Linked DNA regions of Mus musculus: all the other regions are linked to region 3. The links are chromatin contacts, called in public HiChIP or PLAC-seq and promoter capture Hi-C maps. All regions are on one chromosome and are shown on one strand. The core of a region is the stretch at or near the end of the contact, and the rest is flanking DNA. Distances in the headings are between cores, read along the strand shown.

Evidence for each region. HiChIP or PLAC-seq counts read pairs in DNA pulled down with a chosen protein or histone mark. Capture Hi-C pulls out chosen DNA fragments and counts their contacts.
Region 1: a contact with region 3 is called in an HNF4G HiChIP or PLAC-seq map of pancreatic cancer cells. The contact joins the enhancer-like site here to the promoter of Pafah1b3 in region 3. A contact is called at or near these places in 1 of 484 Hi-C or Micro-C datasets (embryonic stem cells), 2 of 115 datasets of contacts at active chromatin or transcription factors (embryonic stem cells and pancreatic cancer cells) and 2 of 9 other capture datasets (adipose tissue and liver).
Region 2: a contact with region 3 is called in an HNF4G HiChIP or PLAC-seq map of pancreatic cancer cells. The contact joins the promoter of D930028M14Rik here to the promoter of Pafah1b3 in region 3. A contact is called at or near these places in 17 of 39 promoter capture datasets (the 3T3-L1 cell line, the C10 cell line, the HPC-7 cell line and 11 more), 5 of 484 Hi-C or Micro-C datasets (CD8 T cells, centrocytes, nephron progenitors and 2 more), 8 of 115 datasets of contacts at active chromatin or transcription factors (the SCID.adh cell line, T-cell acute lymphoblastic leukemia, double positive thymocytes and 2 more) and 2 of 9 other capture datasets (adipose tissue and liver).
Region 4: a promoter capture Hi-C map of adipose tissue shows a contact between it and region 3. The contact joins the promoter of Pou2f2 here to the promoter of Pafah1b3 in region 3. A contact is called at or near these places in 25 of 39 promoter capture datasets (the 3T3-L1 cell line, 3T3-L1-derived adipocytes, the C10 cell line and 17 more), 2 of 15 datasets of contacts at CTCF or cohesin (embryonic stem cells and large pre-B cells), 34 of 484 Hi-C or Micro-C datasets (B cells, CD4 T cells, CD8 T cells and 12 more), 18 of 115 datasets of contacts at active chromatin or transcription factors (the 230-238 cell line, CD8 T cells, the HPC-7 cell line and 7 more) and 3 of 9 other capture datasets (adipose tissue, liver and pancreatic islet).

What each region holds. Positions count from the first base shown.
Region 1 is chr7:25,428,881-25,431,580 of GRCm38.p6, reverse strand. The region is part of intron 4 of 4732471J01Rik (RIKEN cDNA 4732471J01 gene); the gene reads right to left. Among named protein-coding and RNA genes, the nearest start is that of Cxcl17, 17 kb to the right of the region's middle. Within about 2 kb of position 1,305, at least 53 of the 459 cell types and tissues checked have an H3K27ac peak or open chromatin away from gene starts, as enhancers often do. A contact at or near this core is called in pancreatic cancer cells, where this site is marked.
Region 2 is chr7:25,151,097-25,153,796 of GRCm38.p6, reverse strand. It overlaps D930028M14Rik (RIKEN cDNA D930028M14 gene), which reads right to left and starts at 1,340. Exons shown (of 3, transcript NR_045847.1): 1 at 1,171-1,340. It also overlaps a transcript of Pou2f2 not described here.
Region 3 is chr7:25,296,624-25,299,323 of GRCm38.p6, reverse strand. It overlaps Pafah1b3 (platelet-activating factor acetylhydrolase, isoform 1b, subunit 3), which reads left to right and starts at 1,338. Exons shown (of 5, transcript NM_001357350.1): 1 at 1,338-1,952; 2 at 2,149-2,238. The coding sequence starts at 1,872.
Region 4 is chr7:25,131,152-25,133,851 of GRCm38.p6, reverse strand. Pou2f2 (POU domain, class 2, transcription factor 2) reads left to right here and starts at 1,392. Exons shown (of 15, transcript NM_001163554.1): 1 at 1,392-1,427. The coding sequence starts at 1,400.

The sequences.
Region 1 (2,700 bases), core at 56-2,555, 130 kb before region 3:
CACACCTTATAAATGAGAACAGTACAAAGATGAAAATAATGACTCTGGCCTTTTCATAAGGAACTATCTTAGGCAGATGAATGCTCTTCCCAGGGCATTCCCTGAAATCTGTATCAAGGCTTGACAAAAACGTAGGTAATTTTAGGATCCATGCCTGGACCTCCAGGAGATTATAACTGCTTTCTCATCCCTTGTAAACTCCTTTTGCGCAAAGCTATTTTCCAAGAACTACCTAGTGAGACCCGGAATGCCTGCCTCCCTGGGTCATTTCACTTCCAGCTTCCCTGCCAGGACCCTGCTGCAAGCAAGCAACCATCCCAAAATAGATACCCAGGCTAGCACCTTTACCTGCTCCCGTGATCACAACCACTCACACTCAGCACCCATTATCTAAGGCTTTACATGAAGTGCTATCCTCTCAAAAGAGTCTATAATCGTGCCCATTTCTACAACCTAAAAAAGTCAAGGACAAGGGCGTTAAGTAATGTGCCCGATATGGACCAACTCCATAATTTAACTTCATCTGCACTCAATCTGGGCAAAAGCTGTCTTAAATTTTTCTGAGATCTCCCAAACAAAATCCACCTTCCAGAATGATTTTGACCTCCCCCACCCTCCACACACACACACACACACACACACACACTTTAAGATTGGACACAGCCAACATAAGCTGTTTTCTGTCTCAATATTCACATAGGCGCCTGCTTCCTAACACCTAGCACAATTTCAAGGCACTTCCTTAGCCTACTGTTTATGAATCGTTACTTTTTTTTTTTAGGAAAATGCAGGACCAGATTCCCTGACCACATAAGAAGTCACAAGTTGACAGTCTTGTGAACTATTTGCACAGCCTTTCTCAGACCATAAAAGGGATGCACCAAGAAGAAATGCAATAAGGAAGTAGAAAAACCAGGAGAGTTCCTGGAACAATCACAAAGAGGTGGAGACTCCAGAGCCAGTGCTTAACGGCCTTGAACCATGCTTGGCAACCCCACCTGTCCCTTTCTATGCCTCTTGGCATCTGACTTCCTTCTCACCTGTCCCTTTGGCCTCACTTTCACAGACCTGATGAGTGGAGGAGTCAGAAAGGATTCATGAGAGAGCTGACTCACTTATGTACACTCACTCACCTTGGGACAGTTGCTACGCAGGGCGCAGGATTTAAGGACAATTAAGGAGTTATGCTTCCTAGAAATTATGCTGTCATGTTTGTCTAAGCAGAGGTGGGCCCTCTGGCCCTTAGGAACTTACATCCTCCCTTCTCCCTAGGTTGGGTTACATTCTCCTTTTAGTAGGTCATTTGTTTACTAAGTCATACTCAAGAAAAGAGAAAAAAAACTCAGTTGGATGGATTCCTTAAAGTCCCAAGCATTCCATTCCATTCTAAAATGTCTGTTGTTTTGGTGATGAGCAAGCAAAAAAGAAATATTAAAGGCCATGCAGGAAATTGATAACAAGTTTAACCATAAAACCATGAGTAACAACCTACAAAATGCCTTTAGGGACCACTGAACCACAATAATGAAGAGACAGGAGTCTAGTACTGCGACCTTTCCATTTGTATCTCATCTATAGGTCACCATGACTCATCCTCACACAGTTAGCTCTTACCTCAGAACTTGTAGATGGAACCAGCCTTTAGATACACACATATATTCATGAATTTCTTTCTATGCTTTAAACAGAACTTCATTATGTAGCCCTGGCTAGTCTAAAACTCACTATATAGACTAGGCTGGCCTGAACTAATAGAGTTCCATCTGTTTCTGCCTCCCAGAGTATACCCCCACAGAGTATACCCCCACAACCAGTCTAGATTCAAATATTTTGGAATCTGAAGCTCCTGTTTCCACTTCACACCATTGCATCCACAGAATTCAACGATAACTCTAGTGGAAATAATTATACTAAACTTCAACAGTAAGACAGGATCTGAAACAAGGCTTGGGATGAAAAATTTGGGAGGCTGAACAGCAAGGCAGGAATCTTTCAGGACATAAAATGTGCGTCAGTCATGGTTGACTGCAGACCAAGGAGCCATGCTGAAGGACTATGAATGACACCCTAAGGAGTCTGAACTCGATCTATAGATTACAGGAATAGCTGGAAATGTGGATAAACAGCAGCTTAAGAAAATTAAGTTAGCTTTTAAAAGGATTACTAAGCAAGCTTAAATTTAAATAAGTAGTTCTTAACTTTGATAAGAAATTAAAATGATCTGGAAGCTTTTTTTTTTTTTTTGAGACAGTGTGTCTCTGTGTAGCCTTTGATAGGAACTCCCTATTACATCAGGCTGACCTGGAACTCACAGAGATCTGCCTGCCTCTGCCTCCTGAGTCCTGGGATCAAAGACATGGGCCACCACCTTTTACTGAACCAAGCTCCAACCTAAGGTTCTATATCATATTTACCTGTTTCGTGCCTTTAAAGGTTATTTTTAGTAGTGGGTATTTCTGTTTTACTTTGATTTTTGATTTGAAGTCCTGGTGATTGAACCCAAGGTCTAGCACACTCTAGCAAAGTGTTCTACCTCTGAGCTTATCTTCAATTCCCTTAGTCTTCTCTAAATTGGTAGAGTTGTTCCAAGTTTTTGTCTTCATGACCATAACATTTTGATTTAGTTCTTTTGTTTGGTTTGGTTTTTTTTTAAGATTTATTTATTTATTATAAGTACACTGTCTTCAGACACCCCAGAAG
Region 2 (2,700 bases), core at 91-2,590, 150 kb after region 3:
TGGCAGGGGAAGAAAGAAGGCAGACTGGCCCTTATATTCTATGTGGAGATGATGTAGCCATAAACCACACTAGCCAGTGTCTCGGTGGCAGCCTCTGTTGCTCCACCCCCTCCCCCACTCAGACTCAGGGATGTGACCTCTGCCCCCTTCACGTACACTGAGTCACCGTGACACACACTGGGACACACCCAGAGCCTCCATCCCACTGATGAGAGAGCACTTGACCATCAGCACACAGGGTCATCTGGAGCAGGTAGACACAGAGTGAACCCACCGGAGTCTCTACCACTCATATAGAGCCTTCGATGCACATAGAGAGGACCAAACAGGCTCTGAAGCCCAAGGACAGCCCCCCACCCCACCCCCCCGCACGACACAGACACAGGGACACATACAGACTCACTCCAAAACACCCACACTCAGACACACTCCACCAGAGGCGTGGACATGTCACCACAATCCGGTTCACTAGGGACACTTAGCCACCACCCTTCCTAGGGACAGAGAGAGTATCATCTTGAGATTCATCCACATCCCCGCAAGGGCCACACGGGCATTTGAGGACACCCAGTAATCATGGAGACACCATGGCCATATATGCACAAGCCCCAGCATCCCCAGGACAACCCCCACAGGCTCATAGTCACACACAGACATGGCTCGAGGGTCAGGGCGGTCAGGAGACAATTCTGGAGTCCCCTAACACAGCTTAAGGACCTGTGTACACCTTCCATGGGTGGCATCCATTCGGACTCCACAGCCCCTTGGTTGAGACATCCTGTCTACCTCCCTAAGAAAGCCCACCCACACCCCAGCTCATTCAACCCAGGCTCTGGGGTGAGGCCAAGGTCCTGAAGGTAGACACCAGGCTTGCCCAGGGTGCCCCCTCTTGCTTCTGTCCATTCGCCCTTCCAAATCCAGTATCCAGGCCTTTCTTCCCTTCTCCCACAGGCTCAGAACAGCATTTCCCCATCCCCCTGCCTAGCCAGGAACCCTGCCCACCACCCAAGGCTTCATCCCTCACCCTCAGCTACCCTCAAAGGGCCCCATCCCTCTGAGGGGGGTGCTCCCTTTCCTCCTAAACAGCTGTTCCTCAGTTTACCCAGCCACCTCGCCTGCAGATGTGAGCCCCCCACACCCATCTGCTTCCCTGCCCACCCCCATACTCACCCCCTCTCCTGGCTCTCCAAGCTCTCAGCCCCCCTAAACTCTCCTGCAGTAGGGGAGTATGGGGTGATGGCTGGCCCCCCCCAGAGGTAGGGGTAAGGGGTACATGGGGTGGGGGCTTGGGTGCGGCTCCGGGAAAGAAAGGAAGAGAAGCAAGGGAGAGAGAGGCAGAGGCAGGCAGCCAGCCAGCCGGCTTTATATCCCTGCTGTATTGATCCACCATGTCACAGCCTGGTCGGTCGATAGCGGCGAGAAAGAGAGAGAGAAGGGAGGGGAGGTTTGGGGGAGGGCAGCTGGGACCCCTTAGTCCTGGGTACATCTAGGGTCTCCTGGACAAGCTGTGGAAGCATATTTGAGCCCCCCCCCAGAAAAGGGGTATGCCCTGCCCCCCACTTCCTTTTGGCTGCGGCCCTTATTCTCTCCAAGAGCCCCCTCAGCCTTGGCAGGAGAGCGTAGCCCCCCCAGGCTTTGAACATTTCTTTTTTGTTTCTCCAGTGGCTTTTTATTCCATAGTCAGGATGGCTGCCAGCCATGGCTCCTCTTTGCCAGCTACTGTCAGGCTGGGCAGGTGTCATGTGTGGGCAGTCCAGGCTGTGGGTCCACCTTTGCTATGTGGCAGTGAGCGGGAGAGAACCCTCTCTGAAGGTCTCTTTCCAGGTACTGGGGTGGGGGTAGGTTACCCTGTCCTTTCCAGTTGACTCTCACCACAGACCCAGGCCAGAGACAGCATGCTAAGGTCTTTTGGTCCCTCAACCTCCGTGGCTGGCCTGGAATACAGAGATCAACCCCTCTAGCCCCTCAGCCTCCCCCCCCCCCTTCTTCCAGCAGCCTTCTGTTACCTGCCCCCTCCATGGGCCAGCCCTGACCCGGAAGAGAAAGGACTGGGAGAGAGGGGCTCTTTCCCTTGCTAGGCTAAGAAGCTGAAGGTCAAAGTGGGGCAACATTCTCCCTGTGACTTTGTTGCCCCTTCTTTGGGCCTCAGTTTCCCCCTCAACCCCAACCGAATCCTGCCTCAGCTCTGAGATCCAGAGGGATTGTTGCAGATGGGAGGCGGGGCTGACGGGAGGGGAAAAGCAAGAACCGGGAGGGAGGGTGCCTGAGGGAGGGTGCCTGCTGTCCCTCCCCAAGTCAAAATAGTGGGTCCCAGGTGCTTCCCTGCCAGCCCCCAACTCCCTGGGGCTCCCATTCTTTGTCTTCGAAGACCCGTCCTCCCCTCCCAGCCTGGAGAGGTTGAGGAATCACCTTAGCCTTGACCCGAGAGGGCGGGCAGAGGAGGGGCAGGCAGCCCTCACCCTGCCTCCTGCCCATGGCCATCCACAGCCCCTCTCTGGCTTCCCTCTGACTACCAGGCAGCCCCCTCCCACCCCCAGCGATGGTCTGCTGTTCCCTTTGTTAGGAAGGGGGAGGGGAAAGAGATGAGCTGAGGGGCCGTGGCCTGACCCTCGACCTCTCCCCCTGCCTCCTCCCATCTGAGTCCTCAGGGGCTCAGAGCCCCCTTGACGGACAGTTCTGACCATCAGCCAAATGGCTCCA
Region 3 (2,700 bases), core at 89-2,588:
AAGCCTCAGAGTCCCGGGCCTTTCTCAGTCATGTCTGAGTCTCTCTCTCCAACACATGGATGGAGATAGCCAGGATCTGACCATTAATGTAACTAATATCATTCTGCAAGCACTGCACTTGTTTAGTAATAACTTCATGCCAGGTCCAGATTAGGGAAAGAGATTGAGACAGAATGTGAACACAATAAATAAAACTCTTCACTACTTTAGTATCAAGCCAACAAGAAGGAATGGATAGGTTTGAAAGTTCAGTCGCTAGGTGGGGCTGCCAGAAAACAACTAGGCCATTTAGGGGTGAGGGAGACCCTGGGCATCTGAGAAAACACTGCGATTTGGGGTTTAGTTTGAGCCAGGGAAAGAAAGAAGATGATAGAAAGTGGCCTTGGCTACAGACATGGGATTTGGAGTCCAGAGCCACCCACCTGAAGTTGATGATGGAACTTTGTATCTAGAGAGAGGAACAGAGGCCTAGGAGGTGCAAGGTGATCTGCAGGACGGATGCCAAGTTGGACCTGGGCTGGGCCTTGCAGCCATCTCCAATTTCTGATCTTTCTGCACCTCTTTCACATAGATCTGATGGTGCCTCTGAGGCATGAAGATATGCATTTGAGATTTTATACCACTAAAAAACTAATGTTGAAGCTGGGTCTAGTGGCACATACCTATAATACCACCACTCTACAGGCCAGCTTGGTCTACAAAGCAAGTCCAGGACAGCCAGGGAGGGCTCTGTCATACAGAAAAACCCTACCTTAAAAACCCTACCTTAAAAAAGACACACACACACACACACACACACACACACACACACGTATATACATATACATAACAAATAAATAATAAATAACAATAACAAAGCCTTAGTGTTGGGCTTGGCCTGGTGGCACACAGCTTTAATCTTAGCACTCAGGAGTCAGAGGTAGGTAGATCTCTGTGAATTCAAGGCCTGCCTGCTGTTTATAGCAAGTTCCATGAGAGCTAAAGTTACAGAGTGAAATCTCATCTCAAAAGAAAACAGAAAGTTTTAAATAGGGAAGTCCCCTCAAAGCCACTCTGGTGCTGCCTCCACCAGCTTCACTTCTTTTTGTTTTTGTTTTCAAGACGGGAGTTTCTCTGTGTAGCCTTGGCTGTCCTAGAACTCTGTTGACCAGCCTGTCCTCGAACTAGTACATCCACCTGTCTCTGGCTCCCTCCAGTGCTGGGATTAAAGGCGTGTGCCACCACCGCCCAGTTTGGCTAGCTTCCTTTCAAATCCCTACACCAGTAAGAAATGGGAGCGTCCCTTCCCAGGTGTCTAAGAGCCACCCCCTCCGCGGATCTAGGAATGAGCTCGTCCACTCCCTCTCCTATGTGAATGGGTTACACACACACACACACACCCCCGTAGGTGGTCTCTTCCGGAGTTTTCTGGCCCTGCAGCAAATGATTTCCTCCTCGGACGGAGGGCGCTAGATTGTCCCTGGTCCCTGTCGGCTTTACAGGTACCCTGCCCCTTTCCGTCCACTCTGGGTTGTGTCTCTCTTGTCTGCGCCCCCTCTTCCCCTGCCACGAGTGCCGCTTGGTCTCGCCTGCCCCTCCCCCCTGCGTTGGGCCCCCGTGGCCGCAAGGGGTCCCGGCGGGAAGCGGCAGACGAGCCCACTTTGCGGCCTCCATCGGGGGAGGGGAGCGAGGATTCCTTCCTACGTGACGGTTTCTAGTCTGCGAAAGGAGGCGGCGTCTGGGCTCGGCCTTCGCCCTACGCGCGAGCGAGCGCGGCAGGACGGTCCATTGTGTTGGCCCGAGAGGTAGGGGTGGGCGTGGCGGATCCACGTCCTCGCGGAGCTTTCCCGGGCGGACTCCACTCTCATCCCCAGGGGGCTGCGGTGCTGAGGATGAGTGGGGAAGGGGAGAACCCGGCCAGCAAGCCCACGCCTGTGCAAGACGTGCAGGGTGACGGGCGCTGGATGTCTCTGGTGAGTGACCGCGCGTGGTCCCCAGGGTTAGGGGCTTGGGGGGCGTGTATGTCTATAGAACTGCTTCGTGACATCCTCCTCCTCACCTAGGTGGGCAGCCTGGTTTGGGTTGTTTGGGGTTGTTCCGCCTGAGGCAGCGGGGTGGGGCGGGGCCTGGAGCGTGCGTGCCTTTGACTCTTTCTGGCTTTCTCTGCAGCACCATCGGTTTGTAGCGGACAGCAAAGACAAGGAACCCGAAGTAGTCTTTATCGGGGACTCCTTGGTTCAGCTAATGCACCAATGTGAGGTGAGGGTCCACCCGTTTCCTCCTTCCTCATCCAGGCATGCACCCTCACTGGCACTTCAAGCCCAGAACCTGATAAGACAAGATAAGGGGTACAGAAATGCCCGTGGTAGCAGGAATCTAAGAACCCCATGTACATGTCTGCTGAGAATGAAGTGTGTGCCCTGAGTTTGTCGGGTTGGGTTTGTCTCTGTCGAGTTAAATTGAGGCGTTCCTTCAAGATTGTGTCAGGTGAGGGCTTTTCATTGTTTGTTTAAGGTGGGGCACAGCCCCTGTTGGGTTTACTCGAAGTTGTAATAGCTTTACAGAAAGTGAAGGTTGATTGTAATGGTATTCTGCAAAGACTTTATCAGTAATAAAGTCCCTAAGACGTTTAGCTACAATGGCTTTCCCCCCCACCCCACAATGAGGTTCAGTTGTATTGCCATTAGCTCTGTGTATACTTAAAGCAGACAGGATCTTCAT
Region 4 (2,700 bases), core at 143-2,642, 170 kb after region 3:
TGTAACCTGGCCTGCGTTGGCCATATGTGTAGATGTGCCCTCTGCCCTGTGGGTCTGGGTGAAGTAGTAGAGCATATGTAGCTGATGAAGCTTGGTCTGCGGGGAGGGGTGATATTGGGGCCATGGTAGAGATGTGCACTAGTGAATCTCTGTGTGTGCATTCGTGTGAAATGCTGGAGGGTTGGTCTGAGAAGAAATACTTCAGTGTATGCATGTATGTAGAAGGATGAATCCAGCCGTCTATGTGTGCACGCGTGTGGTTTGGGGGACCCTCCACTTGGGGTGTAAAGTGTCCTGGATGGCCCTAGTGGATAGGAGAACTGTTTAAGAGATGCCAAGGCAGCTCAGCAACTCGGACTCCAGGAAGCTGAGAGGGAGAAGAGGGCAGTTGGCTCGCGCCTGCCTTTGTCTGCGCTACTGTGCGCCCGAGTCCTGCGCCTTTGTGTGACCCTCGCAGGTGTGCGCGCGGGGCGGGGGAGGATGCGGGCCGGGATGGAGCGGAGGGCGGGGCTCCCTCCTCTGAAGCCGGCCCCGCCCTCCTGCCCATTGACTGGACGCTGCCGCCCTCTGGCGGGCTTCAGGAAAACCGCAGGACTGAGAGCGGAGCGGCTCGCTGAAAGCGCTCCACAGGAACCCTGAGGACTCAAGCTCAGCTCCACTGCCCCGGGTGCACGCGTTTGCCCTCTGACAGGCTTCTAGCTGTCTCTGACTTAGGCCTCCACCCCTCGCCCTAACTGCCACTGTGCCACTGCTCATGGGCACTATTGGCCCGGGATGCCTTACCTGTGGCACAGGTTGCAAGCCTTGGTCTGTCCACAGCATCCTGAGCATCCCCTTTTTTTTTTTTTTTTTACTTTGATGCATCTTGGCCCTGGATCCTTGAGAAAGCCACTGCTCCCTTCTCTGATCTTCAGTCTTGTCGTTTGTAAGACGAATCACAAAATACTGTCAAACTATGACACCTGTTACGTGGGAGGTGCAGGGTTAGGCACTGAGAGATCCCTCCTCGAACAAACCTCAAATTGTGTTTGCCATTGTTATTGTATAGCCTCACCTTCTCTCACAGCCCCACACGCCCTGTTCCAGATGTGTTCGCCCCCACCCCTCCGTGCTGCGGGGGCAGAAGGACTGTATAGATACCTCCTAGTGTGGCCCCAGCAAGAGTCAGTTCTTCCAGCGTCCTCGCTTTCCACCCGACTAAGCCCCTACTCAAATACACTCATGATCTGGGGTCGCCTGGGCCGCTGGGGTCGGCCTGTGGGCCAGGGTATTTTCCCTTCCGAAGGGGGCGGACCGGCCCTGTGGTTTCCTCCCGGGGTGACTTCCGGCAGGGAGGGCTGGCCCCCAGAGAGGGCGGGGAGATGACACAGTTGTTCCCCAGCCCTGGCTGGCGGGCAGCATGGTTCATTCCAGCATGGGGGCTCCAGGTAAGAGGCTGATGCCTTCTCATGGGTGGCGAGGACAAATAGCATATTAGGGCCGTTCTGCTGACCACCTCTGCCAACGGTTCCTGCACCTCCTCTTCGGCTGTCCCCCTTGTTTGGGAGGCCCCGTGCTTTAGTAACATCTTTTCCTTCCTTCACCTAGTCCCCCTCCTCAGCTCCTCTTTGATACTGTTTTGCATTAGGCATGGGGTGTGTGTGTGGGGGGGTATACTTCCAGTCTGTCTCCCCACTGAGGGAACAGGAAAAAGGAAGGGTCATGTGGTTTTTTGTTTGTTTGTTTGTTTGTTTTGTTTTGTTTTTTGCTGGACTTCATATGGGGAACTGGTGGGCTGGGCAGCGTGGGCGATTCTTTAGACACAGGGCTGCAACAGGTTTGGAAGACCAAGCAGTTGCGTTTGTGTGGTGCAGGTGTGCATATGTGTGAGTGTGGGTGTGGTGTCCTGCGTCCTGTGCTTATTGCTATTTCTCCTGGGTGTGCAGGGGGGAGGGCTGCTGTGCGTGGCATTCCTGTGTGCCCGTAGCAGTGATTTCTTCTTGATCCACTTCATTTATTCTGCAAAATGGCACTAATCTTATATATCCCTCAGTCTCCTTATCCTGCTCTGACTTTCTCCGTGGCGCATGCATTCTATGTCTTTGAGTTACTACATGCTTGCCTGGGTGAGCTGGATACGGTGCAGGCACCGTATCAGGTGATTTGCGCTTGGGGACTCATTTCGTAGAAGGTATGCATCTCTGCGCAGACTTAGCATACCTCAGCAGAGTACTGGGAAGTGTAAGGTGATAATACCAGTGCTGAGATATTCCAAGGATCAGTACTTCATGACTGCTTTTCTGGAGCTTTGGTCGAGTGTGCGTCGAGCTCCTGGGTGACCGTAGGTGTGAGTGTTGGCTTGGCGTGCATCCGTCCAACATGCATCAGTATGTGGGGGGCATCGCCAAGTCCCTTCAACAACCGCTGGTTACCGGGCCGTTCTATGTTGGATATTGGTGTTGAAGATATATCAGGGCTAGGCAGCTTCAGGTCTGCTTTTCTGGAGTCACGAGTTCAGTGGAAAGGACAATCCTGTGGTGATCAGACCTGGGATTGGAGGGTGGAGGGTGGAGCAGAGATGATAGAGTCCAGAAGTTATCTAGTTCTGTTGTCATGGTAGTAGGGAGGGCTTCCTGGAGGAGTTCTCTGAGCTAGGATATAAAAATGATGGTGGTAGACAGTAGAAAGATGAGGATTGACAGGTATTTATTTACTGAGGTG